Linked DNA regions of Mus musculus: region 2 is linked to region 1. A link is a contact called in public HiChIP or PLAC-seq data. All regions are on one chromosome and are shown on one strand. The core of a region is the stretch at or near the end of the contact, and the rest is flanking DNA. Distances in the headings are between cores, read along the strand shown.

What was found. HiChIP or PLAC-seq counts read pairs in DNA pulled down with a chosen protein or histone mark.
Region 2: an HNF4G HiChIP or PLAC-seq map of pancreatic cancer cells shows a contact between it and region 1. The contact joins two enhancer-like sites. A contact is called at or near these places in 2 of 484 Hi-C or Micro-C datasets (myocytes and nephron progenitors), 2 of 115 datasets of contacts at active chromatin or transcription factors (bone marrow-derived macrophages and pancreatic cancer cells) and 1 of 9 other capture datasets (adipose tissue).

Annotation. Positions count from the first base shown.
Region 1 is chr3:144,547,726-144,554,301 of GRCm38.p6, reverse strand. All of the region lies in intron 1 of Hs2st1 (heparan sulfate 2-O-sulfotransferase 1), which reads left to right. Gm46829 (a long non-coding RNA gene) reads left to right here. Exons shown (of 2, transcript XR_001784021.2): 1 at 1-6,576. Among named protein-coding and RNA genes, the nearest start is that of Gm46829, 5.9 kb to the left of the region's middle. Within about 2 kb of position 2,686, at least 25 of the 459 cell types and tissues checked have an H3K27ac peak or open chromatin away from gene starts, as enhancers often do. A contact at or near this core is called in pancreatic cancer cells, where this site is marked.
Region 2 is chr3:144,662,521-144,669,096 of GRCm38.p6, reverse strand. No RefSeq gene overlaps it. Among named protein-coding and RNA genes, the nearest start is that of Sh3glb1, 55 kb to the left of the region's middle. Within about 2 kb of position 3,991, at least 77 of the 459 cell types and tissues checked have an H3K27ac peak or open chromatin away from gene starts, as enhancers often do. A contact at or near this core is called in pancreatic cancer cells, where this site is marked.

The DNA.
Region 1 (6,576 bases), core at 1,437-3,936:
ACATAAATTCTTATGCTCATGTTTTGAAGATTGAAACAAATAGAAGCAAACAGCCCTGTGTGCTGATAGTTCAGCTCCTGGAATAGGTTTCCTAGTGTGGGGAATGAGAGGAGTGTGTGACCTTTGCTACTGACGGACGCTGGCAGTTGGTTGTGGAGTGTCGGTCAGATTTAGTAATCAGCCTGTCTGTGGTGACTGATAGGTTGGATGGCACTAAATGCCCGTTTTCTTTGTCTACGGCTGGAACTGTGTGATTAATTAATCCCGAGACTATTTATTGTCTGTTCTTCCTCATGACTGTCCTAACTCCCCTTTAGTCCTCTTTTCTTTGTCATGACTCTTCATTCTTTGACCACTACCTCATTTTCTAAAAAGTGGTTTTCAGTTTTTTTCCCTACTGTGACCTTTGAAGATTTATCTTTATACAGTAATAAGTTGGCCACTGTCGTCATATATTATATTTTTCTTTTAATATACATAAGCATTACTTTTTGAAGTTGCTATAAAGATCAGTGAATGTGAAGATGTTTGAAAATATGAAATAATATACTTGTGTTATTATTAATAGTTATATTAGTGAGCTGACCCAATGTATATGGGCATTGCTATGAGTCTAAGGACCTCAGCTGTCCTCTAATCTCTAAATACTTGAAGGGGAACATGCTCTCTTTCTTCTTCAGTAGATAAATAAATATAAAGATGTAGTCATAATAACATCCCTACTTTCTCCTTATTGTTGTCTCCATGGTTCAGAGTAATTTAAAGTTTACCTTTCTTACTAGTGTAGGCTGTCTGGTGCCCCGATCACAGAGCTCTAAGCTAGAATCTTAGCTGTTCTTCTCTAAGGCAGAAGCACTGATCCGGGCGAGTCCTATCCTCTCCTGTTCCTAATGATACATAGGAGTCCACTTCACACATGTTGTAGGACACCTTAAAGGATAGTACCGAACTCCCATCACTGCTTCCTCCTCATCCACGCCAGCCTGGCAGTTCCCGGATGGAGCTTTGTAGGTTACAGATTGAGCTGAGATGAGGGAAGTGTTGGGTGTGTATGTGTGTACAGTGTTTGGTTCCTAAGCATTTATGACAGCTGCATTAGTGGAAGAAGGGAGAAGCCCAACTGATTCCCTAATGATAGCTGTGTTAGTGGAAGGAGGGAGAAGCCTAGCCAAACCCCGCTTTAGAAGGGCTCCCTGAGTGAGTCCTATTAGCGGGCTCTCAGTTTCCTGGTACTCACTGTCAGTCTCACAGAGAGACAAATGTGCAGGTATGCTCTGTGCCTTAAGTCTAAAGTTTAGGAAGTTCAAATACAGAATATCATAGGTTGTACCATTATATTTATTGCCAAAATTATGAGCATAATTATAGAAAAGAACAAAATTCTTTACTCTTACAGTTTTAAAAATTCACAACTCAGGCGAGGGGCCTGTAAGTCACTACCTTTAGCTGAAGAACTGTTGATAGTTGATGGCTTTTGGGGAAGGCAGCAGTTTCTTTAAGGGTGTGGCCCTGGTTGTCCCACCATGCACTTGTGAATGGTCTTCCATCTAGGAGTATATGGGCAGTACAGCTCGGAGTCCATAGGGTGTGTGTGCGCGTGTGCGTGTGCATGTGTGTGACAAAATTGGGATGAGGTGGGAGGTGAATGCAATCAAAATATAGTCATGTGTCCAACACTCAACTCAAGGAAGGTCATAAGAACTGTAATAAACTATCACACCAGGTCAACAGTTATTCGCCAGTCTTAAGTCAGAAAATTTGGGAGATTGGCTGGCTGTAATTGGGCATGCTTTAGCTTCAGCTGTTGGGCGGGTGGGGTAGGAAGATAGGTTCTAAGAGTTTGTGACTAGCTGGGGAGCAGAGACAGTATGACCTATTGCTCCATGAAAAAAGGGAAAGCAAGAAAGAACACTTGGGAAGGTTAGAACGCAAAACTGTGAGAAGTGAGCTGTGTGACCCCCCTCTTGAATTTTGCTGCTACTCTTTAAGTCAATATAGCATGATTCTGAGGTACAGGTCACCCCCTTAATGAAGATTTAATAGATGATTGCAGGACATAGTTTTGTGTGTAGAATGTCATTTGGTTTGCATGTGATGTTTTATGGTTAATACTTTGTATACTTTCCCTAGTTAATGGTAAAGCTCTGTGAAAGAGATCCTTGTTTTTCCATATACTTGAATTTTAGCCGTATTTTAAGACTTTTTGTTGGTACTGGGGTAAAGCGACTTAAGCCCAGTGGTGGTGACGGTGCTTTCTTAGTGACTTTAGACTGTAGAACTGAGGATGACAGGATTTGAAAACAAATGAATCTTTTACATTTCACCTATCCTTCCTCTTCTTCTACCCCCTCCTTTTTTGTGTGTCTGTGTCTGTGTCTGTGTGTCTCTGTGTGCGTGAACATGTGTCACGTTCATGCCTGGTGCCCAAAGAGGTCAGAAGAGGGCGTTAATGCAGAGGAACCAGAGTTGTGGTTGTTGCAAGAGCAGCCAGGGCTTTTAACCATTGAGCCATCTCTCCAGGCCCTCCTCCCTGTCCCCATGTGAAATCTAGACCTGTGTGGTGAAACTGTGTCTTAATATTTATTTCTGTTCTGAAAACGTAAGCATCATTAGTCTGGCTTTGGGCAATTATCTTTTCTCCAGAACAAAGAGGCCTTATAATTTTCTTGAATGTATGCATGTTATGGGGGAGGGGCAGGCATACTTCCTTTGCGGTTTCTGTGTAAACAGTGGAGCAGGAGGCCGTTCTCCCCTGGTCCCTATGTTGGATCACCTTCCTGCCTAACCACACATGTATGATTTTATGTTCTTAAATGAATTTTAAAAAATCGCTCAAAGGCCAAAAATTGAGTTGTTTGTTCCATGTTCTATTCAGCTAGGTGGTTTTGGTAGTATTGGACTTGGCAGATGTGCGAGAGGCAGAGCTGAGAAATCTTCAGACTTAGTGCGTGAGAAGATCAGAGAGTCACAGCATGCTCAATAATGCTTTCTACAAAGTCACCAGGCGGTTGGTGGAGCAAATACTACTTTGTTTCCATGGAGAATATTCTGTGAAGGGAGAGGTAGTTAGGAAGCACTAAGGAAGGACAGGTGCAGTCTTGCAATGCAGTTGTGTGTGATGTTAGGCACACAGCACACTTGGAGAGCTCCTTTTACTTATTAGTGGGTCTCAACCTTCCTGATGCTGCGACCCATTAATATAGCTCTTTATGTTGTGCTGACCCTCTCCCAACCATAAAATTATCTCATTGCTACTTCATAACTGTAATTTTGCTACTGTTATGAATCATAATTAAATATCTGATATGCGATTCTGTGAAAGGATTATTCGATCCAAAGGGTTTGCAGTCTGACAGGTTGAGAGCCACTGAATTAAATGGTGTTGAGTATAGTTTGGAAAGAGCAGCTATGTGATCATCAGGAGCGAGTGTGGGCACTGTAGCACTAATGACGAGTGATGTCACTGCTCTTGCTAGAATGCAGAAGACTGAATTAGCCATTGCCAGTGTAGCTTCCATCCATACAGAATAATGTCTGTAATAGCTACTGAGTACCCTTTGACAGTTTAAAAGACAATGTGATTACTTAGAAAAATACGGTGTATAAATGACCTCTTAGAGCACATTTAGCTTCCAATTAATAGTAAGACAGTAAGTAGTTCACTGAAAAGTTGCTTCTTGATATTTTTTAATTTTAGGAAAAATCTCTCTACATAGTTCATAGTTTATATAGCTATGATTGTTAAGAAAAATATGGTTTAAGTTGGCTATTCTAAGGCATAGTTTTCAAATATTTAAAATATGTACTGCTAGATTAATACTAAAGGCTAAAGAGGGGAATTGCTGAAGCATAAAAGATATTTTAGGAAGGCTGTTGGCTTTTAACTGTTTCTCAAGTCATCCATAGCATACTGAGCACAATTTTCATATATGTATTTATTTGAGAAAGGTTCTCACTAGTCCTGACTGGCCTGGAGCTTCCTGAAGCGGTGGCCACTGCATCTAGCATCGGTTTTCAGCAGCTAATAAGGTGTGCACACTCACTGCGCTAGCAGCCAAACCTTGCCTTGTGTGTGTCCTATGCATAGCTACTGCCAATGGCAGTGGAAAGGGAAGAGTTATTTTAGCTCATGGTCTCAGATTTCTCTCCTCAGTGCTTGGCTTTTTATTCTGTGGAGAGGAGAGCGTGTGGATTACGAGGCTCTTCACCACAGAGTGGGCAGGAAGCAGAGGAAAAGGAAGGAATGGGACCAGGCACAGCTTTCAGAGGACCCATCTTAGTGACCCGCTTCTCTCTGCTGGGCTCTCCTAAGATTTAGTGGGAAGAGAGTGCTGCTAGACGGTGGGTCAGCTCGTGAGGAGGTGGGGACAGGTCCCACGTTATTCTTTCTGAATAAAGTGACGCCAAAAAGTCACAGATCCTTGATTTTAGGGTAGGGTGATGATGATACATACTCATCTGTGGTTTGTGAAATTATGATTTCTGACTTAATACATCATGTCACCTGCCTGTCCTCTTCCCATATTAGTGTTAGTGATAGGATGTCAGCAGGAGAGAAGCTAAAGCACTTGCCCTGTCAGACGGGCGGCGCTCTTTCCAAGGCCAGCTCCTCAAGCAAGGAGACAGAAGAGTGTGCGGCCTAGAGACTCCATAAAGACTTGTGAACACAGTTCTGAGGGGAGGGAGGGACATGTGATGTGCCCCTCAAACATCAGAACAGAGAGGTAGCCATTATTACTGTGTGGCCTTTATCACATTCCCGCGTGTCAGTCCTCTCTGTTGTCCCTCCCCCTTCCCTGTGTCCCCAAGGGATGTTGGTCATCTTCAGCAAGGCGCTTTGCTAACAGACAGGTTAACAGCGGCCGTTGGATGCGGAGGGAATGACTGTTGTGACATGTGAGTCAGATGTGACTGACTACACATTTTGTCAGTGACAAAAAAAAAAAAAATACACTTGATAGGGTTGATTTTGAGGCCAAGCTCCAGAGGCCATGTCGTTTTCATCGCGTTAAACTAATATAATTGTATTTGCTGATACCGTTGTTTTGTTTTTCTTGATCATGCCATATTTCTTTGGCTACAGTGCTAAGTTGCATTATTTTGAACATAATTGGTTTTGGGCTTTAACAGGAAAATTAGCTACCGTGTGTATTACTTGCTGGTTTCTTTAATATCTATATTGGTTAATACAGATAATATAGTTCATATGTGAGTTCTTTTACTATGTTTAATACATCTTTGCATTATAAATCATTTCATTAGTTTGTATCATCTTCTGAGGGATCAGGATGGTCTCTGTTTACAGGGGCATAAATGGGATTAACTTCATTAATTTAGTTGCACAAGGTTACATGGCGCAGAACTAATTCACACTGCAGTTTGTGTGTTTGCATCCAACACAGCCTGCACCCACACACATACACATGCATAGGTGTGCATGCGCACAGACAGCCATCGTCTTGTTGTCCCTTGGGCACCATCTGCCTTCACTTGCTTGTTGGTTAAGGTTAGGTCTTTGATAGCTTGGAACTTGCCAGTTAGGCTAGACTGGCTGGCCAGGGGCCTTCCCATCTCACTTCCCCAGCCCCAGGTCCCATAGCAACCTGGACCTCCCCTCCAGCCCACACCCACATTTTATTAATTTTGTATTTACCCATTCTTTCATGCTAGTTAGATGGATTTGTGTCTGGGGCAGCCATCTGTTCCATGGAAACGGCATGCTGGAGTTAAGTCAGGCTAGATATTGCTTGCAGACTAAAACTGCATTGTTTTAGTAGATGTGCCAAAGTGCATGCTTAAACTTTGATCTGTTACAGTGCTAAACCTGCCCTCTCAGCCTTCTCATCCTTTCTTCTGTCTTCCTCCTCCCTCTGACCTCCTTTCTTTCTTCGCTTGTTGAAGAAAACAAGCTCCTGCCTCAGCTTCCTGCGTGGCTTGTATGACAAGGCTGTAACACCAGGCTGTGCTTTACCTGTTCTAGTCCTACCCTTACATCAGTAACGTCAGAGAAAACCTAAAACCCACACGCGTTTGTGCTCTCGGAGCTTAGCCTCAAAATAAACCCTATCAAATGTATTCTACATTTGTCACTGACAAAATGGGTAGTGAGTCACATTTATCCTTGCATGCCAGTAGGTACAGCTAGATGCACAACACATGCAGTGGGTATAGGTAGATGCACAACACATGCAGTGGATACAGGTAGATGCACAACACATGCAGTGGATACAGGTAGATACACAACACATGCAGTGGGTACAGGTAGATTCACAACACATGCAGTGGTACAGGTAGATGCACAACACATGCAGTGGGTACACGTAGATGTACAACACATGCAGTAGGTACAGCTAGATGCACAACACATGCAGTGGGTATAGGTAGATGCACAACACATGCAGTGGATACAGGTAGATGCACAACACATGCAGTGGGTACAGGTAGATTCACAACACATGCAGTGGTACAGGTAGATGCACAACACACGCAATGGGTACAGGTAGATGTACAACACATGCAGTAGGTACAGCTAGATGCACAACACATGCAGTGGGTATAGGTAGATGCACAACACAT
Region 2 (6,576 bases), core at 2,742-5,241, 110 kb before region 1:
CGTGACTAGACTGGACCCTGGACAATCTGGCATGATTTTCCCATCTCAAATCCTCAGCCTTAAGAATGCCTGCAAAATGCTTCTGCTACAGAAAGATACTCTGTTCTCAAAGTAGATTAGACATGGAAATTGTAGGGTGGGTAATGCTGCCTAACACAGAAAAAAAAGAATCAGACAGCTCACACTGCTCCAGCTGAGAGACCAGGCATGGAGAGGGAGGCAGAGGTAATCTCTATATTTATGACAATTCTAGGTCTAATGTTTTTGAATAATGGATTTTTTTTCTGTATTCTCCATTCATAGTTGTTTCTTCCCATAGATCTTACTAGCCAACAGCATCTTCAAAACCTGAATGAGAACAGTGTGTTGCCCCTTTCTAACTTGGTGACAATACTATCATCTCTCAGTTAGGCTAGGATACATTTTGCTGCGACAATCAGTAAGCCCCAACTCTCAAATGCTTACGAGAGTTTCTCTCTTGATCATCATACGTGTTCACCAGAGGTTGGCTAAGGAGCCCTGCCCCAAATCCCCTCTCTTCAGAGCTCAGACACACAGGAAAACGGTAACCTAAACCTTCCCAGATTCCACACAAAAAGAATGAATTTAAATGGTCTCACACCAGACATTACACACTCCAGCCTAAAAGAGGCACTAGTCCATTCTACCCCCAGTTCATTGGCCGGAGCTCTTCGCACAAGCCCACCTGCACAGATCAGGCAGAGAAGCCCCCTCCCCCACCCCCCAGTGACCACTAGTGAATAGATGGAAATGTGTGAGCCGACTGACAAACGGGTACTTCAGTTTTGCAGGAGTTGTCCCGATGGATATCCTTCAATATCTTCTGTGCTGAGTCATGGAGATCTGTGGCTTTAGCCAATCAGACATCAAGTCTCTCTTACTCTTGCTTCTCACTGTCCTGCAGCTCTCCATTGACCTTGCTTGCCTTGCCACCATGCAACAAAATGGGCTCCGGTGTTTCCAAAACTTGCTTCACTGTGTTTGTTAGACGTCCGCTTCTCATTCAGAACTAATACAAATACACGTTTTTACCTGTGTATACACACCTTTACCTGTGTATACACACGTGTGCACAGTAACTGCAGTCACTCTTATTCACCCTCCCTCCATCTTCTCACTGCGATGACGCTATCCCATTGAGCTGGCTTCATGAACTCCTAAGCTTGACGACCTAGCGTCCCTGGCACCTAAGAAGATGCTCTTTCCTCCTGCCAGCCCTCTCAGTTTTCCTCTTAGATTTCTTTTGTTCATCCCTTCATCATTAATCAAAACTTTATTAAGATCTTGTCACTCCGAGGCAAGATGCGCTAGGGGCTGAAATTACAAAGATGGATAAGGCAGAGCCAGAGTTCTTGAAGAGTTTATAGATTATAAGAGACTGACATACAAATGAAGAGTTGTCGTGGCATGGGAGACATCCTATAACTAAGGATGGAAATATTTTCATGAGGATTCAGAGGAGGAGCAACTTATGCTACTTAAAACCACCAAGAGATTCCTTCCTGGGGGTACAGTCCTCTCTTTAAAGCCTCTTTACCACCCGTTCAGCTGTCCAATTGGCCCTCCCTCAGCTTCTGAACAAAGAATTATCTCTAGGCTTCAATAGGTGCCTAAGTTAATGCCCTTGACATGTTATCTCTGCTTGTCCCAAGATGAGGCTGGAAATCACACTGCCACCCCAGGTTACAACACTGGTACAACCTTAAAGTTCTTGCACATGTTGTTGACACTGGACAGTGTCCTCTTTCCACCTTTTGTTTTTATTTTGTTTTTTTGTTTGGGTGGGTTTTTTTTTTCTGATGATAAATCAATCCTATTCTTTAATTCTAGCTTCAATCCTGCTACTTCAGGAACCTCCCTCAAGTTGTTTCAGCCTAGCTTACTCTCTTACAAAAACCCTAGAACACTTTTTATCAAATTTTATTTTGTACATTCTTTTAATTTACTTTTAGAACTAAGCTTTGTGCACTATACAGAATGTTTCACGTACATCTAAAAGTGTTCCTTCTAAGTTTAATTTTCAATGTATTTTATAGTCCTATTGGCTCAGAATTTTTTAAAAATGTTATATATATATATATATTAGATATATTAGATATTCAATTTATACAGGATGTCTACTATATACTTGGCAAATTCATTTCTCATTGTAAACCAATCCTCAAAACCAGATTTATTTTCAGTCGGGAAGTCTGACTTCTTTTTTTGCAATTCAGATGAGCGTGTGAATGTCCATCCTGAAGATGATGGTCTTGCTTTTCAATTCTAATTCAAAAATGGTTGGATGGGTACCTCACTGGCATGTCCTCATTGGACCTTGCTAAGAGTTTACCTTTGAAATGACATAGGGGAGGCTCCCATCCATTCTTCTGATAGCATTGGTCCTGCAAGGCACACTATAATTGCCTCTATGTTTGCTGCCCTGGAGCAATCCACAGTTTGTGGAAGAGAGATTGTTCTTCACCAAGGGGGATTTAAGAGACAGTGGGAAGAATCAGATAACCATACGCTTGATGTATCATACCAGTTTTAGGAAAGGGCACAGTCAGAATTGAGACTCTAGAAATTAATTCCCTTAAAATTAACTCAGGGATTCATAGAAAGCCATTGTTTTCCCTCCAAGGGGCCAGCATTCCATTTGCACTGAAGACCCCATGTGGAGTCCCTAGGAACCTATGACTCCCTCCTCAATTGGATGGGTGTTACCAGCTCTCTGGTACCCAGTTCAGTTTTAAGCTATTCCCTTGAGATCATCAACTCAGTTCTTCTCATGAAGATCCAAGCTGACCCCAAGAACTCACATGAAAAGCTGCCATGTGTGGTACAGGCTTATAATTCTAGCCCTGGGGACACAGGGACAAGGAGGATCTGTGTGGCTCATTGGCCAAGTTGCCTGGCCTAATCCATAAGGCGCAGGTCCAAGTAAGAGAGCGGGGGATCCTATCTCAAAAACACATGGAGGACGGCTATTATGAGTAACAAGCCCAAGGTTGTTACATCTGGCCTCCACATGTAAACACACACACACACACACACACACACACACACACACACACACACTGTAAAGAGAAGGATGAATAAACAATATTCCATTCCCATCCAAATACACGTTTTCGGGGACACAGTTTCAGTGTCAGAGCATCTGGCTGCAGACACAGGTTTTTAAAAGTGCTATAGTCACAGTGCAAAGATTAACAGATCAGCCTTTGTGCGCACAAATATCACATGTCTGAAATATCACATGTCTGAAATATCACATGTCTGAAATATCACATGTCTGAACCCAGAAGGGCTGACCTCCGATGACTCAGGACCTTAGTTTCTTTTCTTGTGGATGTTTTTGTTTAACTTTCTGATAGACATCTCAAGGTAAATCTTATCTGATTCAAAACAAAACAAAACAAAACACAACAGCATCCCCCAGCCCCCACCTCCGTGCTTCCCAGCAAATATATTAGCCCTCCACCAAAGTCAGTCTAACAATAGAAATGGGGTTTTGCCTATTCTTTGAAAACAAATGTGAATCTAAGGAGAAACATTGAAACATTTTCTAAACCAGCCCAGCAGGCTAAGAAAGAGCCAAGTGAGAGCCCCGCTTCTGTCCCCTCTTCCTAGCCTCTATACCTGACCCAGCATCTCTCCCCTCTCTCCCCCATTTAAAAAAATACCAAAAACATTGCTATGATTAATGGCTAAGGAGCGAGGCAGAAATGTAAGTTATCTATTTTAGGTGTAGACCAGATTGACTTTCCAACTATTCCCTTTTTAAAGCCACACTTGTCTCCCAGTGACAACCACGGGCTCCTTCCATTTTCCTTCCCAGGCACACTCTTGAAAACTCGTGCTCTCTCCCAGGGACCCCCTACGGAGGGATTCAAGCCTGGCTGGCTTCCTGTGGCAGAACTGGATCCACTGCAGCTTCTGCAGGAGCAGCTGCCCTGCCAAGCCCAGTGGCCCGGCTCACCAGGTCACATACTGCTGCACATTCCCGGGCAATATTTCAGAAGCTTACTCACCGTGCCACCCGCTTCCCCCACCCCTGCTCCCAAACAAGACATTAGGAAGGAAACATGAGAGATTGTACTTTAGCCTAATTGAACAATAGCCCTTATTTCATCCTGAGTAAGATAAATGGGCTGTCGGACCTCACTTCTCACTTTATCTGTAATGAGGTTTCTCTCTCAACTGTTTACTGAAGTATTAAAAAGCACTTTGCCGCGCCTGCTGGTATATTCCATCAGAGAGAGTCAATAGAGCAGATGAAGACGTATGAGAAAGCCAGGGAGATAAGGTGCCTTTTATGAAACTTCAGATTCTAAACCCATTAGAAAGAACAACCTCCCCGTGATGAATTCAGAGGGAAAAACAGACGGTTTCTCCCGCAGCAAAGTGACTGTTTTATATGGCAGGACATCGGACAGGCTTTCTCAGGGTCAGACCATGGTGGATAACTAATCGTAGTCATTAACAAGGTAAGAAGGTGCCAGAACTGTGGGGTCCTAATAGGCCATTAGTGCCTGAGAGGAGCACACACTTCTCGGGACCATTAGCATCTCTGCAGCGGAGGCACTTCAGTGGATTCTTCTCAGAGTGATGCCCTACGTCAGTTCTTGCTCAGGCTCTGTGTGTGACTGTCCGTGGGCCACGCTCACATGTTGAACGCTACAAAAGTGAGCACAGGGGATTTTAAGCCTGGGTGTGATGAACTTATATAAGTCACTCACCTTCACTGCAGCCTGGTGTCTTTCTTCCCTTACATCTGTTTGATGGATTGAAATTGTATGGATGAATTAAGCGTGGATTCTTTTGCATTGTATTCTGTAAATGTTTTTTTTTTCCCCACGATGGAAACATCCCATCCTGCTGGAAAGTTCCTTAAGCAGGAAAGTAAACAACTCAAAATAGCTTAGGGAAGTCCCTGAAACTGAGCAGATTCACTAAGCCCCTCCCTGCCTGGGTAAGCCATGTCCCTCTGAGCCTAGGGGAACAGAGTGGCTAAGACATCTCTCGGAGGAGAAAAGCTGCAGATACTCTGAGAGCAGACCAGCTGCCTGGAAGAGGTTTAGTGCAGAGTCAACGGAAGAGAACACTCTCTAACCTGTTGAGCTGCCTGCAGGCTGGGCAATGAGCTCCAGGTTTCCCGGGTTTTATGAACTGTCACTCATGCTAGGGGAGCCTTTGGTGATGCTGCTGTCTTTGAGTCATTTCTGCTCCTGTAAGTAACCTCTCACCCACATTCCTTTAAGTAACCCCAATAAAACTCACCGATTTACCAGTTGCACTTTGGTATCTGTATTTGGGTCTGTCATGAGTTCTTTATCTGGGGTGAATTAGATACACACCTTCCTGTTTTGTCAGGCAACACATTGTAGTGGGCATTTAGAAACTGCTGCTACGAAAGAGCGTTGAATCATCGTTTGGGCTCCTGAGAGTTTAGGCTCCTGAGATTCAAGTTTGGAAGCTCTGTCTCCATCTTGAGGGTCTCTTTCAGTTCTACTATGGTATCTCTGCTGTCTGAGTCAGCTTGTTAGTCACACAAGGAGTGTCTGTCTACCTTGCCTTATCTCCTCCCTCCTTCAAGGCTAAAGGCACAAGACAGATAAGCCAGGAACCTGTGGTCAGTTACATAGGATTCCAGGAAGAGCACTGCCAGCCATTGCAGACTCCCTCCTCAGAGGATGTTAACTATTTATGAAAGCAGAGTTGCCAGCTGGTGCAAGGGTAGGCAGGTCCTGAGAAGCACACCATCTCCTCCAGCAATAAGAACAACTATATATACCATCTTGCAGAATCAGAAGTGTGGCCGCAGTGAACACCCCCTATCTTGATTTTTCTCCATTTATTGTCTCTATAATTGGTGTGTTGATACAGGTGTTGATGCCTACCCCTGTTGGAGATTGGTTCAACTGCTTTGATTCAATTGGGAATCTGTCCACAGGCTAAAGGTCCTTGTACCAAATGGATCAATCAATAAAGATGCCAGCGGCCAATGGTTGGACATGGGGCCGGACCCTTAGAGGTGTGTGGGTTAAGACTCAGAAAAGAATGAGGCAGAATTGCCATGACATGTGGAAGAAGAATGGGATGGATGTAGGAGCTGCAGGAGATAGAGCCAACCAGCCATGTGAGATTTCAAGTAAGTGGCCACTGGCCACTTCCCTAATTGGGCCTGGGGTAGCAGAAGAAGGTTTAGGAGTGCCCAGCCTTTGTGGTAGCTAAGGCATTTTAAAAGTAAGCTAATGTGTGTGTGTGTGTGTGTGTGTGTGTGTGTGTGTGTGTGTGTGTGTGTGCCTTTCATTCGAGGATCCAAAGATATAGCTCCTGGGTGAGTGCACACATGAGATCCTCCTGGAGCACAAAGCAGTGTAGCCCAAACTCACTGCTACAAACCATGTTGGGGCACTGCCCAGTAAAGCAGACTCCCTCCTCAGATGGTGTTAATTATTCACGATGATGAAGTTGCCTGCTGGAGCAAGTATAGGCAGCTCCCAAGAAGCAGACCATCTCCTCAAACAGTAAGGACTAGCTGCCAGAGCCCAGGCTGTGGTCCTGACA